Regions from separate parts of the Anas platyrhynchos genome. Here region 2 is linked to region 1. Evidence: chromatin contacts called from public Hi-C data. All regions are on one chromosome and are shown on one strand. Each heading gives the region's core, a stretch centred on a gene start, on an enhancer-like site or on the middle of the called end of the contact. The rest is flanking DNA. Distances are from core to core; before and after follow the strand shown. Region 1 overlaps ADAMTS17 (ADAM metallopeptidase with thrombospondin type 1 motif 17). Region 2 holds the start of ADAMTS17 (ADAM metallopeptidase with thrombospondin type 1 motif 17).

What was found. Hi-C and Micro-C count contacts between places; a contact is called where the count stands out from the background.
Region 2: a Hi-C map of skeletal muscle shows a contact between it and region 1, with 2.6 times the contacts expected there. The contact joins the promoter of ADAMTS17 here to the enhancer-like site in region 1. A contact is called at or near these places in 4 of 8 Hi-C or Micro-C datasets (F5 follicle, liver, skeletal muscle and 1 more).

Annotation. Positions count from the first base shown.
Region 1 is chr11:21,543,980-21,551,251 of IASCAAS_PekinDuck_T2T, reverse strand. ADAMTS17 (ADAM metallopeptidase with thrombospondin type 1 motif 17) reads left to right here. Exons shown (of 23, transcript XM_027465888.3): 21 at 556-708. Among named protein-coding and RNA genes, the nearest start is that of LYSMD4, 36 kb to the right of the region's middle. Within about 2 kb of position 2,116, at least 1 of the 8 cell types and tissues checked has an H3K27ac peak or open chromatin away from gene starts, as enhancers often do. A contact at or near this core is called in F5 follicle, where this site is marked.
Region 2 is chr11:21,696,624-21,703,707 of IASCAAS_PekinDuck_T2T, reverse strand. ADAMTS17 (ADAM metallopeptidase with thrombospondin type 1 motif 17) reads left to right here and starts at 2,429. Exons shown (of 23, transcript XM_027465888.3): 1 at 2,429-2,592; 2 at 3,215-3,576. The coding sequence starts at 2,520.

The sequences.
Region 1 (7,272 bases), core at 867-3,366:
TGTCTCTGCTGAGCCGTCCACTGTGTGCACTTGAAGTTCTTTGAAATTAACATCACGATGAGGAGATGGCAACACAGAGTGAAGGTCATGTATGTGTTCACATGCGAACATGTGAGAAGTGTGACTTCACCACCGTGCATACAAACAGTTCTACAAAGCTGTTTTTGTAACACTGATCGCATTCTACTGTGAGTTAAAAATGCAATTTTCACCATCATTTTAGTCCTGTGATAAAGGAATATTGCAGTTCTGTTATGAATGCTGAGCTCTTAAACACAAGATGTAGTGATTTTTCCTCTGTAACACCAATTCTAGCACGATGCTAACTGATATTAAAGAAGGTTGATTTTCAGAATTGGCATTTTTTAAAAGTAAAGTATTTCCCCAGCAGACACCATACTTTTCAAATGACTCATGTGTTTGAAAGGGGTTTAATTATTGGGGGAAAATCTTACAGGTAATCAGTTTTTCTTCGTGTGCATAACTATGTTACCCCAAAAAAGTTTTTATTTCTAGGCATTGTGTGACAGAAAACAAATAGCTATTGTTTTGCAGTGTTCAGCAGACTGTGGCAAAGGGATACAGAAAAGAACAGTGACGTGCACAAATTCTCAAGGAAAGTGTGATGCAGCCACCAGGCCAAGAGACGAGGAGGAGTGTGAGGATCACACAGGCTGTTACGAATGGAAAACAGGCGATTGGTCTAAGGTAACAGTGAACACGATGTGGTATTTTCGTTCTAAATGCAAAGTGCTGTGCTTCTGTGTGCAGTCTGTTTTGCAATTCAAGTATTTGAAAGGGAAGGGTTTTACTCATTTTGATTAGAGTTTTTTTCTGGGCTTTAAACTTTCCCTTTCTGCCATTTGTGACCCAAACACTGCAACATGTTCTTGTGGAAATTACCCAGCAAGTTGTAACTAAGTGTATTACAAACAGCATAGAAATCAGTATTAATTGACAGTTTAACCATCCCAAGGCTAAACCCACACAGCCTGCCCATAAAAAAGGAAGATTCTCACCACAGGCCAAAACTCATCCATCAACTGAGTTCTTAGTGTTGAAAGGCTCCTTTACAAGCGATGCTGAAACCACTTTCCGTATTTCAAAAAACAAACTCTGAAGCGAGCTGGCTAACAGGTTGAGTGCTACAAGAAGGAGTTCATTAGCAGTATCTTCCAGGACTGCAGGGAGCAAAGGAGGTATCCCGTGCCCAGCTTGGGCAAGCTAAAAACAAAACAGCAGAAGTTTGAGTTCCTTCAGTATATATGTGTGTTAAGTATTTGCACTTTGAATGAGAAACCTAGTCCCTGAGAAAAGGAGAAATCTCAGGAGAGGTTGTGGTGAGAGTGTTGTCTCCCTCAAAGCATCAATACACAGCTGAGAAGAGTTGAGCCTTAGTTTTCTTACCCCACAAGTGATAAATCTGAGGGTCTGGGTCTGGGAGAACTGTTGTTAAACTGAATACTACGGGGGGGAAGTGTGAGGAAGCCTCAGCAGACTCGCAGAGACAAAGGCTGATAGAGAGCACTCACAGCTGAAGTCTGTTTGCCCTCCTTGTGCTGGTCCTGCATGCAGTCTGATGGTATATACCATTTTATTACCACAGATGCAAAACCAGACCTGTGCAGCTGAATCTTGTGCTATTCTGAGACCTACACAGCACAGGCCAGGCCCAGACTTATTCCAACTGCCTGAAATGAAAGTAGGCCATCGATTTAAAGGCAGAGCCAAAACCATCAGTCCCTTCCTCGGGGCTGGATTTCACCTTCACTTAGGCCTGTCTGAACTTAGTTTCGCCAGTGACATCAGTGGAATTAATTCCTGCATGCAGTGGATTAAAGCAGAGCAGAGTCTGCTCTGTATTTGCATTCTAATCTTAAAGTAACAGGTAGTTTTACTTGGACAGGAGCAGTGTAAGAAACTCACCCTCTGCCAGCGTTGTTCATAAAGCATCCTTTACATTACTGACTCATGTCTGCATAAAGAAATGAAATTTCCCAGGAATATTATATTCCAGCTTGGTTTTATCTTATCTTTGTAACTGTACTGTTCTTTAAACAGAAAGCCTACTTTGTGTTTTGGAATGTACGGCATGCACAGAAACCACTGGGATACAGTAGTTGCATTTTACAGTCCAAAAACCCAAACACCAGCAAGCAAAATCCAGTGAAGCAGAGGCCCATGATGGGCAAATTGGCTTATCTGCAATTGCATTTTTTTTGCATTAAGATAGGGAGTTATGAATATTTGTAGATATAGCATGTCATAGACGCACAAATTGAATGGTATCAGTGCTGGAGAATGCATTAAGAACCTGCCACATACAAAAGATCTGCATTTATGCTGAGCCAGGAATTTGTATCACAGAATGTTTGGAGTATTGAACATTATTTTATTTATAACCTGGCATGCAGAATCCACGCAAGCAAGCCAAGACAAACAGTTCCTGTATGTTAACAGGTGAAATAACATTATTTATTTATTTGTGGAATTTTAAAAGTTTTTGGCAGGAAAATTGACCCGGATTCTCTTTATAGGGAGGAATATGAAATAGCTGTGTGTTCACTGATTACATGGGTTGAAAGTTCGGTATTGTGCGAGTGGTTCCCATCTGATAAAGAAGTTGGCTCACTGCTGGAAAGGCTGCAATCATACATTGGTCACAGTAAATAGTGGTGATGATGGATTTTATGTCTGCATACGAGCAGTGTAGGATCAGTGCAAAATCACTTGTTATTTGCAGTTCTTAACTCAGGATCAGGATCTTCTCTGTGCAGAAGGGCAAAAAAGCTTCTGCACTGTTTATGTGGCCTGTTTCCACCCGCAGCTCGTGCCAACTCTCTGCTTCGCAGGAATTTCACCTTGTGCAAGTCCAGTAGATGTTTTTGGACTTAGATTTGGTTTATAACGAACATTACAAATTCTAGACATCCTGGTTAATTTTGACTGAAGACTTTCACACAATTAGTTTCTTACTCTGAATAAAGAGGTAAAGAAAAAACACCATAAGACTGGTAGAAAAGGGTGTGGGTAGATACAGTTCTAAAAATGGTTATTGCCCCAGAAACCCAGATAGCTGAAATATTTGATGTGGAGCACCGGGTAGGATTTTCATTATCCGGATCCAGAAGCTTTAATGCAGGGCTAAGGCCTAGGGGGAGAACCTTTACAGCTATTAGCAATTCCTTCTTGGGGTTGTCTGGCTTAAACACTTCATCCATTAAGGAGAAATAAAACAGTCTCTGGCGGTTAGATTACAGTGAATTCTTTAAAATTCTCTGAACAAGTAGCAACTTTTTGCAATTAGTGCATTGTGCATTTGCTTCTTATTGTTAAGAATCATCGGGGAAGCAAGATTTAATGATCGGTAGTAATTATCACAGATTAAAATAAGGCTTCGATGTGTTTTGTGCAAACAGCTTGCATGGTGACTTGGCCTCCAGTCCTTAACTTCACCAAACCAAGATCATTTGAAGACATCAGAAAATCATAAAAAGGAGGCAAAACCTCATTAAAAATTCAAGTCTAGATACAGCTTATCAGTAGAATGGGCTCTCTGTTAGTAATGACTCTGTAGCCATTGCCTGTTCACACTCTGAAGATGAGAATTTTTGTTCCTATTTCTCTCAAGGTTGTCTGTGAATGGTCCTTACTGTGTTCTGTAACTGTGGAAAGGATTTGGAGCAGAGCAGATTTAGCAAGCAGTCTGGGTTGTGACATTTGTATATTCCCAATGTGTTTGCAGCTTATTTCAAGTGTGCCACGAGGAGCCGATATATCTAGTTCCCTTTGCAAACACATAGGGCCAGGTCGATAAAATTATTTTAAATGTCCTTGAAGTTACCTTTGTTAGTTCTAAACCTGAGCTTTACGAATTGCCCACTCTAATTCAGAAGACAGAATATTGTTCTGTTACTAGTGACCATGATAACCTGTTACCAGCTAGTGCTGTTAAACTTTCTATGCACTACTGCAACTTCTCTCTTAAATCTCTTATCTTAAAGGGATATACTTAATGTTATTAGCATTTAGCACAAATGCAGCATTATTATGATGAGCAACATAACTAAAATGTTCCTGGTCTGGGAGTCTTCACACCTAGTAGAAAGGCAGATTGCACAGTGGGAGACCCACTGAAGGTGTTAACCTGAAATTATTTTTTTACTGTTGCTTGGGTTCTTCAGAATTGCAGTTCATTATATCATCCTTTATATATGATGCAATATACAAAGGGGAGTCCAAGGCATCTCCCGTTCAGTCTTTTCGTCCAAAAGGAAATTCCACATCCAGTTTGTATTCAGTTAAAGAAATAAACACCGCATACACTTTCTGCTTTGCAATAGTTCTTCTGTGTTTGAAATCCGAGCTGTTAAATGTTCTAGCACTGGAAACATTTTTACATTTTTGCTGTAATTGTGCTAGTCCAAAGAACAAACATAGGTTGCTCACTTTCTCAACACTTGCTTCGGAGTCCCAGGCTGCTGAAGATACGCCTCTTGATGCGTTAGCAAGACAGTAGGTCATTCCTTCACAAGGAATTGATTTTGCTGACAAACTTTGTGTCGAGTATTCCATTCCTGTACAGAATGCAGGCAGCTAGTGAGCAGAACATGTCTGTGTGCATGCAGCTCGCCGGAAAGCTTAGCAGGATGCACAGTCTGAGTTTGAACTGCTCGCGTGCTGTAGGCTACACCTGAAGGGATCAGGACTGACTGCACTGAAGTCTGCCGTGCCTCCTGGAGCTGAAAACACGTGTCCTAAATGATGTGGGAGCACATTACTGGCTTGCTGCAGGGAGCTGCCTGCTAGATGTGCTGGCTAGGTGTGGTAGTGACAAGGAACAGTTGTGCTTGAGGATGAGCAGCACTGGGGACTGCTTTGTAGCTACCCAGGCTTCCCCATTCTGTCCTTAATGCTCTCCCCTTCTGCTCTAGTTATAATGAAGCAGGGAAATCACTCAGCTGCACTCATACAGGCCAAGGCTGTACTTCTTCAGTTCCTTTTGTCCAGTTGGCTTATGGACTCTTCTAGGATATAACCAAAGAGGCAAGATTATGTATCAGGAGCAATTCTCCAGAAGACTTTTACGTATTTTTCTTCATTTCCAGTTTTACTTCGTTGTTTCATTCAACACGCTCTACTTCTGTCTTGTGACTGAAGTATTGTATTTCACGCCAAGAGCACAAAATGCTTCAGGGTTTCCCATGTCACTTTTGGCTATTCTCTTTTTAAGTGGTATTATATCAAGGAAGGCAAAAATTACAAGCAAGATGCTCTGACTCCATCGTTAGTGCTGATTTTCACAAGGGTGCTTTTCCAGTTTTGTGGGTAGAAGTTTAAGCATGCAAATTCTGTCCCTCAGGCAACAATTTGGCCCATTAACCTATTGTATTACATAGCCCAATGAAAAGGTTTTTAGAAGACGAAAGACACATAGAAACCTTGTAAGATATTGGCTCTGCCATATTTTTTCTTCACTTACGTTAGTATAAATGCAGATTCTTTCAGCCACCTAAGTTACTGCAGGTTTTTGCCAGTGCCATTCAGACCAGAATCTGGCCTGCTGGCCTGTGCAAGAACCTTGGGTCTTGTGTAGGAACCATCACAGATTCATGGGTTTTGGTGAAAACGGAAATAAATATATGACATCCCAAACTGAGCTTCCTTGAGCAAAGGAGAGAAGCGGAGGACAAAGCTTTTTCTACCACTTCACATTTTTTATAACCACCTGGCACAACTTTTCACTGAATTCAGAGATTGTACACTCCAGAATCTGCAAAGCTTTAGGAATGATCAGCTTGGCAAAGTGTGATGTTAAAAAATATTCTTGTTGCCAAATCGTGTCAATAATGATAAAACACACCTGAAATATTCCCTATAGCCACCTGCCCTCCCTGCACATCACTAGTTGCCAATTTCTTTACGGTGTTTTGTTGAGCCTGTGAAATACTGGCTGGGGGTTCTCATCCCAGGAGAATATTAACAATAGGGAGAAAAAAAAAAGTAATTTCCTATAAGAAAAATACTGGTTTTGTGCCAGACATTGAGGTGTTTCATACTGAAGATCAGCAGTCATTCATCACGGTGGGTGGTAACAAGGCTTTTGTAATTGCAAATTAATTGTTTTGGCAGGAAGGCAGGAGGTTGCGCTCTCAGAGAGATAAAACCCCAAACCTTACAGCACACAGAGAAGCCTGCTTTTTTCAAAATACTCTACAATCTTCCAGTGCCAGGAAGGCATGTTTTCCAAGGTCCAAATGTTTGGGAACATCAACAAAAATCCTCTATATGCCTCACTTTTAACGCTTAACTCACATTACATGATAAGAAGAGCAAATCAAGGACAGCTGTGGTTGGAGAGGTGTATTCAAAACTGTTGCAAACATAGCAGCAAACTGTCCTTTGTTCTAACACTCATTACAAATTCATGGCTTGACCCGCCATCTGTTCATGATAAACCATGGACAACTTGTTAATTCTTCATAAAGGTCATCTCCTTCCACCTTGGAGAAAATAACTTTTCTTGTTGCATTGAGAGAAAACTCTGCAGGAGGGATGGTGGCTTAAAACTGCAGTCGCACGCTGCAGCTGACAGAGCTTTTCCTGCCTCTTACTTGCATTGGCTTAGCGAACAGCTTTCTGATTTATGGCTGCTCATGTGCATTCAGCACCACAGCTAGAAACTGACATTGGAAAATTGTCCACAGGTCTCACTGGTGCAAATCAGTTGCTCTCCAGAGAGTGACACAGCTGATAGGAGAGGAGAGGACCCAGCAGGCTTCTGTATTTTAACTTTCCACATCTGTAGTTGTAGGCATGGCCAGGAGCCAGATCATCAGTGTGTCCTAAACCTACTGCCGTAGCGGACAGCAATTGCACTGCTCGTTCTTGTCCCCTGAGTTGTTTTTTTCCTCTGGCCAGCAATCACTGATGTGCAAATCACAGCCTCTTTTACCACCTGTACTGCTTTATTGCGGACAAACTAAGAAATAGTTTTCATACCTGCAGTGCAAATACACACTGGAGGAAAGAAAGGACAGCTAAAACAAGTTCAGCTTACCTACAGGCCTCTGGATGGCCATGGGACCATCACTTAATGCATTTACACCGCTAAGTCCTAGTCCGTATCAGCACTAAAAGAAGTTTGAAGCTCTCTCTAGACCTTGTGGTAACTGTCAGCCCCGGTTAATGCAGCTACAGACACAAGCCTAGGCATGGAAAGTGAAGGGAGAACCAAGCCTTGATCGTGCCTTTGAGGCCACGGCTGTTTCT
Region 2 (7,084 bases), core at 1,180-3,679, 150 kb before region 1:
TGGGGAAGCTGCTGCCCAGAGCTGCTGTGCCAGCCTGGGCTCTGGCCTCAGAGGGAGGTGCTGAAGGCACTGGCTCACTGCAGGTCAGGGGAGAAATTGAGTTTCTGAGGTTTTGCTTTACCCTTACCCATGTTATGCCACAATTGACATAAGGCAAGACAGTCCCAAATGGAGATTTTGTCTTATTTGCCTGGGTTCTGAGCCAGTCCTTTGGCTTCGGTAACTTATTTCTTGTTAGAGCACAGACCAAGCCTTAAAAGAGACTGGAAAATGCAGAGCTTTTAAATCTCACCTGATCTCATGTTAAAAAAAGTGAATTTGCAACACGGCTCCTGGCTTTGCTCAGATTTTGTCTGCTGGGAACTGGTTGGATCCCCAGTTTCAATCTTGTTGCTGGTGGCTGGTAATATCCTCCAAGTGCTGCCACGCTGGGGAGACAAGTTTCCTTGTGGTTCTTGGTGCTTTGGGCTGCCACAATGCCTGGAAGAGAGAAAATGGGGTTAACCTGCCCATCACAGCATGCAGCCAAGTATCTGGTAACGTGATTTATACACTACAATCACTGCTCATGCAAGGCAACACAAGAAATCCTGAACAGAACTGGAAAACAAAACCTCTTCCACAGAAATGGAAAAGGTAAAACTGACAAGCAAGGGGCTGTCAGTGCAGGCTGCAACAGCATTTCTTAGCCTGAAGTCTCCAGAACATCACCCTTTCTGAACAGGCAAAGGCATGGTCTTGAATGTCTGAGGTCCTACCTGGTGCTCTCTGTAGCAGATGGGGCACCAGCAATAAGGTTGTGAGAGATTTGTGTGAGTTGGGAAAAGAGGCAGGTTTGGCTCAAGGAAGAGGGAGGCCAAACCCTCGTGACGGCGTGTGCTTTGTTTCCTCTTTCTGTTGGTCTTGCTGCAGTCTGGTTCTACCCCAGTGAAAGGAGGGGACCATGCTGGGTGAAATTTCTTGAGTGGAAATCTTTGCTGACGATACTGCTGAAATAATTCTAAATTGACGTTTCTTTGTTCTTCCCTCCATTTTGTGTTAACCTGGTTGTCTGCAAAGCTTCTTGCCAGCCTTTTTCTTAGTTTCAAATGGCCCTTTCCTTAGCACTACCCCAGCTGCCTGCCTGCAGGGATGAGCATCCAAATCTGGTTCCCTTTGCTTGCGTCTCAGAGCCATTACCCCTGTCAGTACAACTTTGGACAATCCTTGTGTAAGTGCTGCGCTGAGATCTGCCAGAGTCATTCGCACTCTTTTATGGGTCTTCCTTTGAATTCTTCTATGATTTCAGTAAAAAAAAAAAAAAGGAGTTGCAGATTTCTGCACGAGTTTAAAATCCAAGACGCTGCTCTGCTTGGCCGCAGCAGTTTAAAGCTGCTAACACATTGGGTCCTTACTGCTGTCTACGACCCAGCCATGCCGGCAGCACAGGACCTGATCCAGAGCCCACCAAATTGCAGTGGAAATCTTTTTTCCTGGTGGAAATCACTTCCTGCTTTCCACAGCCCCCAGGCCAGGCTGGCTTCTGACCTCCACGAAGCTGAGGACACGCAGGGCTTGGCCAAGCCATCAGGTAAGGAGGAGCTCTTGGGGCTGTAGGATCTCAGTGAGGATGGAAGCTTGTGCATGGTGAGGATGTGAGTGTGCAAGGATGTGTGTGTGTGTGTGTGAGGATGTGTGTGTCTCACACCTGGAGCAGTGAGAGGAATGGGAGCTGGAGGCTGAATAATTCCTCCTCATCTTCTCCCAAAGCGTCCTCTTGATCAGCACCAACAGCCTGTCCTGCCTGCTTTAAATCCCTCTCTTCTTCATCACTTTAAAGACCAGTCTTTGGATCTCAAGAGATTTTTGCACTTGGTTTTTGCCTTTTTTTTTTTTTTCCTTCTTCCAGCATAACAAATGTTTGTGGGAGTATACAAGATTGTCTAACATCTTCGTGCACCCAGATATTCCCAACCTCATTTTTCCTGCTCTTTTGAGAAATAATGGAGGGGATCAAGCCCTGAGATGCTGCTGGTGGAGAAGGCTACAGGGAATGACGGAACGGATGGATTTATCCTGAGAACTCTTCAAACTTCTCATCAAACATCTTTCAGCAGTAGCAAAAGGTGCTGTGGCGGAGCTCTGTGTCTGGCTGGGCTGTGCCAGAGGCTTTGTGCCCCTCAGCGAGCACCCACCCCTGGCTCAGGGGCTGCTGAGGGCGCTAAGATGGCCCCGGGCCAGCCCTAAAACGGCCCCAAGATGGCGCCCCAGCCCCTGAGGGGCAGCGAAGGGCGCCCCCCGCCGGCCGCCCCCACCCACGTGCCGCCTCCCCCCCTCCGCGCCCGCCTCCTTCGCGGGCAGCCAATCAGCGAGCGGTGGGCGGGGAGAAGAGGACGGCTCAACCAATGGCAGCGCGGGGCCGCGGGCGGGGGGCGTGGCCGGGCGCCCAGCACGCCGCGGCTGCCGGCGGCGCCCCGTACTGCTGCCGAGGGCGGGCAGCGCGCACACGGCTCCGCTCCGCGCCCCGCCGCTGCCGGAAAATGTTCGACGGCTGCCTCCTGCCCCTCGTCTTCCCCTGCCTGCTGCTGCTGGGCGGGACGGACGCCGCCACAGGTAGCGCTGCGCTCCCCCGGCGGTGGCGGCGGTGCCGGTGCGGACCGCAGGGCACGGCTCCGTGCGGCTCCGTGGTCCCCGTTCCGCTGTTTGCCCGCCCGCTGCCGCGGGGCTCCGTGCGGGACGGGACGGGGCGCTGCTGGCTGGGCTCGGCTGCGGCTCGCGCTGCTTTTCCCCCTTCTCCCTGCAGCTTTTTATTGGGGCTGGTGAAACGCGATGCTCGCGGCTACGCTCTCTTTATTTATTTATTTATTTATTTTATTTTTTATAACGAGTGGCTTCAGCCTGTGCTTCGCTCCTCTCCTCCCCGCGCGGCTTTGCCTGTCTCATCCGTGTGTGCACGGCGAGCGCAATAAATCCCCTTTTTCCCCTACCGCTGGCTCCATTGTCTCCGCTGCCTGCTCGCAGCTTCCAGCGCACGGAGCCGCCGAGCTGCAACCCGAGCTCGGGGCTGGCCCCGCGGGGAGGGACAGGGGGGGAAACGGCACGGGACCGGCCCCGGCTGGGGGAAAGGCTGCGAGCCCCCGGTCCTCCCCGTCGTGCCCAGGGTGGTGGTGGTGGTGCTCGGGGGGGGGGGGGGGGGCTACGTGCTCCTGAGCCCCTCTCCCCTTCTCGCCTGCAGCTGGCGGCGCGGAGCTGGAAGTGGTGATCCCGGAGCGAGTGGCGCTGGAGAAGATCCACCTGCTGCCGCCCGCCGGCCGAGGGGATCGCGGCGGCGGCGGCCCCCGGCGCCGACGGGCGCTGCGGAGGGCGGCGGAGGCTCTGCTGCTGCTTCGCCTGCCCGCCGGAGGCAGCGAGCTCTACCTGCAGCTCCGCCGCGACCTCCGCTTCCTCGCCCGGGACTTCGTGGTGGAGCAGCGGCGCGGGGAAGGGCGGCGGGCGGCCGGCCCTCGGCGGCCGTCGGAGGAGCGGCTCTGCTTCTACACGGGACACGTGCTGAACCGCAGCGACTCCTTCGCCTCCCTCAGCACCTGCGCCGGGCTGGTACTGGCAGCGCGCCCCGACGGATGTCCCCCTTACCCCGCGTCCCCTCGGGCTCATGGTGCTGTGGGGAGCTTCCCTGCCGTCCCCTGCCTCAAGGGCTTCGTGCTAGGGGAGATGCCCCACAGAGGCAAAAAGAGGCTGTGGGGTTGTGCAGGCACCTCAGCACCTCACCTCAGTGCCTTGCCTCAGCATTTCACCTCAGTACTTCCCCTCAGCGCCTCACCTCAGCACCTCACCTGGGTGCCTTTCCTCAACGCCTCCCCTCAGCACCTTGCCTCAGTGCCTCCCCTCAGCATTTCACCTCAGTACTTCCCCTCAGTGCCTCCCCTCAGCCCCCTGTCCCACGCTGTGTCTCCGGTGTCCCCCCCGTGAGGGCTTTCTGTCAGCCCCTGGGAGCTGCCCCTGTACCTCAATGTCTGAGGGGCCAAGGCTCACCCCCACAGCAGACATTCACCAAAGGGGTTTGGAAAGTGCTACTGGGGCTGGTGAGTGCTCCTGTGGTGGTGCTGCCTGCCATTTGGGTGGTTGGTGGGCTCTGCCTGCCCTGGTCCCCTCTCCAGCAGGTGTAGGGGACACCGTGGTACAGCCTGGGACAGCGGCGCCTCAGCAAGAAGAGGTGATCTTATGTGGGACGGCCTGCGTGATTCTCAGTGGAGGTTTAGAAGGTCAAGACAAGGGATAGCTTGTAATAATTGCTGAAAGTGCTTCAGAAAGTCACTGGGGCATTAAGCGTGACTCCTGGTTAGTAGTCCTGGGACGCGTGCCTAACTTCCTGGTGCAGGACTGTTGAGGGATATTTCACCTTAAACTCTTTGCAGTGTTAAACACTCCGTGTGCTCTGCACTTTGGGCTTCCAGCCCTCCTTCCTGAACCATATGAGGGCGCTGTGCCTCAGGTTTAAAAAAAAAAAAAACACCACAAAGTGGCTTCAAGATGCTGAGCATTTGAGTGGCACTGTAAACCGAGCTGTGTGCCACCGAGGGCTTGCTGAGTTTAAAGCCGATACCTGTTTTAAGCTTTAAGTCACTACCAGCTCTGTGCTTTTGTCACCAGGCACGTTTTGTTGTTCCCATTCATGAAGTGCTGGGCTTCCAATGCTACCAACTCCAGCAGAGCTAAAAAGCACACAAGACAGAGAAGGAATGTTTTAAAGAAAGAAGAATGTAGTTGTAGGCACGGTATTAACTGCCGGAGATCAGGGAATGGAGGAGGGGGAGAGAAAAAGATTGGCGATGCTCCCAGTAGAAAAGTTGGAAAAGAAACACGACTAGTTAGCCTTTGTTCATTACTCTGCAACTATGAGCTGCAATATTGCAAGATCTGTTTATGTCATGAATTCTGAGCAATGACTAAATTGACATAACTGAGCTAGTTGGCGTAATTTGTGATGAAAAAGTGACTTCTGTCAAAGCTGCTGGTTTGTGGCACTTTGGGGGACCAAAATCAATACTGCCACATGTGTCAGTGGCAGTGTTGGTAAAGCTCTGCTCAGTTTGCCTGGGAGTGCTGAGAGTGGTGTGGGCAGATGCGTTCAGAGAGAAGTGTTTCTGCATGTTAGGAGACTCCTTTCCTTTTAGAGGAATCCATTCATTTACTTTTCATTCAGATAATCACCAGGAATGGGGAAAGGGCTCAAAGCAGAGGTATGGTACATACGAGTGAGTGAGGCTTATAACACCTTCATGAATGAAAAATAGAGAGCAGAAAGCTGGCAGTCTCTAGGCTGAACCCAAACTTCAGATAAACCTCATGCTATTGAAATGGGTTCACTAAGTTGACCCACGTCACCATGTAGACCATATTCTGGCTAAATTGACCTTTTGGCTTCTTAAGCCTATTTGTAAACATGAAACACAGCAGATTTTAGCCTCCTGTCACAGTGTTTACTCAGCCTTTTGCAGTGGCTGTGCTAAATCCACATACCTGCGATGAAAGCTATGCGATTTAGTGGGAAGGTGCTTCCAGGGATCAGAGGAATGAAGAGTTTGCCTCGGATTATCTAGGAATACCTTGAATCTAGAGCAGAACTGAAGTCAGACGACTTCAGAGCCCAAATTGTTTGCCTTCTAGTTGGCAATTACAATACCCAAACCATTGCTGCAGCACTCTTTGTATTTTCCAGTTGCTTCCTTAGGTGCTGTTGGCAGCAGAAAGAATAAGGCTTTGCCCTCAGCAGCAGCACAGCTTCACAGGTGGGAAAACAGTCAAGGTTTGCGTGCTGGGCTAAAAGAAGGAGCTTGGTTGTGGAAACCTTGCCACCTGTGTATCCTGTCGGTCGTGTCTTGAGCAATGCTAGCGCTGCAGTGGGACGTTTCCTGAAAAATTCACTGTGGGAGTGCTAATGGGGCTGGAAACGGATGCTCGAGGCATCTCGTCGAGAACAGCGGTAACAGAGGTAACGATACTGGATCCTGATCTCCTGGCTCAGACTTTGTTGTAATTGTATTCCTCAACTATGCCATAAATCACACAGAAAGTGATGTACAATGACCGAGGCAGGTGGAGTTCTAAGGAAAACAAAATCCCTGTTGCAGTGGCATGAAAACGGAGCCAACACCGGACTGAGCAATTGCTTCCTGGTGGTTTTATCAGGTTCCCAGCGTGACATCTGAAGGTTATGTTTTGTTTTTTAAACTCTGCTTGCAGATACTGCTGTTAACTGCTGTCTGGTGTAGTTTCCTGCTGCAGCTTGCAATTGATTCAAGGGTGGCTTGTAGCTGTACCAGGCCATGACGTGTTTAGAGATGGTTTACCTAAGGTCCTGTCTACGTGGTTAAAGGTAGCACTTGTGAGGACACCACAGCTTTCCCATCCTCCTTGACAACCTGGGAATTGCTGCGTAGATGAGAGTTACCGAGTTCCCCAAAAGCGCTACTGCCTTCAACTTGGCAGCGCTGCGCCTTGTCTGGGGAATTCAGTTGTGTAAACACTTGGCTTCTGACCACACCGCAGGACTGAGCTGACCTTTACTGGTGCTGCAGGGACACGGGCAGGGGCACAGTTCTGCAGCTCATTTGACCGATGCTACAAGACAGTGTGCAGCACAGGAAATCGCCGCTTTTTTGGGAAGTTCCAGCTCTGTAAGGCCACGACGTGGGTTGTCTTGAGGTGAATTGTGTAGGGGATTAAGGCTTCTGCTTCCAGCCGTCTGAGGTCAGGTCTTAGATGAGGTATGGCTCTTCCCAGCGTGGAAATTCCAGTTTGCTTGAGACTTCTCAGAACTGCTTTCAGGTGAAATTTCAGTGATGTTTTGCCTGTTGCTGTCTGTGTGCTGCCCTTACCCTCTCTAGCAGTTTGGCAGGGCAGCGTTACGTTTTGCAGCACTTCTTTGATTGAAGTGCAGGGAGCAGAGCAGAGGAGGCCCTTTCAGCACGATCTATTTGTGCTGTGACTGCAGTGGTGCTTGCTTTGAGTCCTGCTGTGACTTATCTTGTCTTGTGGACCAAGAGAGAGGAAACAGGCAGGGTCATTTGGCCTCTGGGGAGGCTTCTTCCCCAGCTGCATGCTG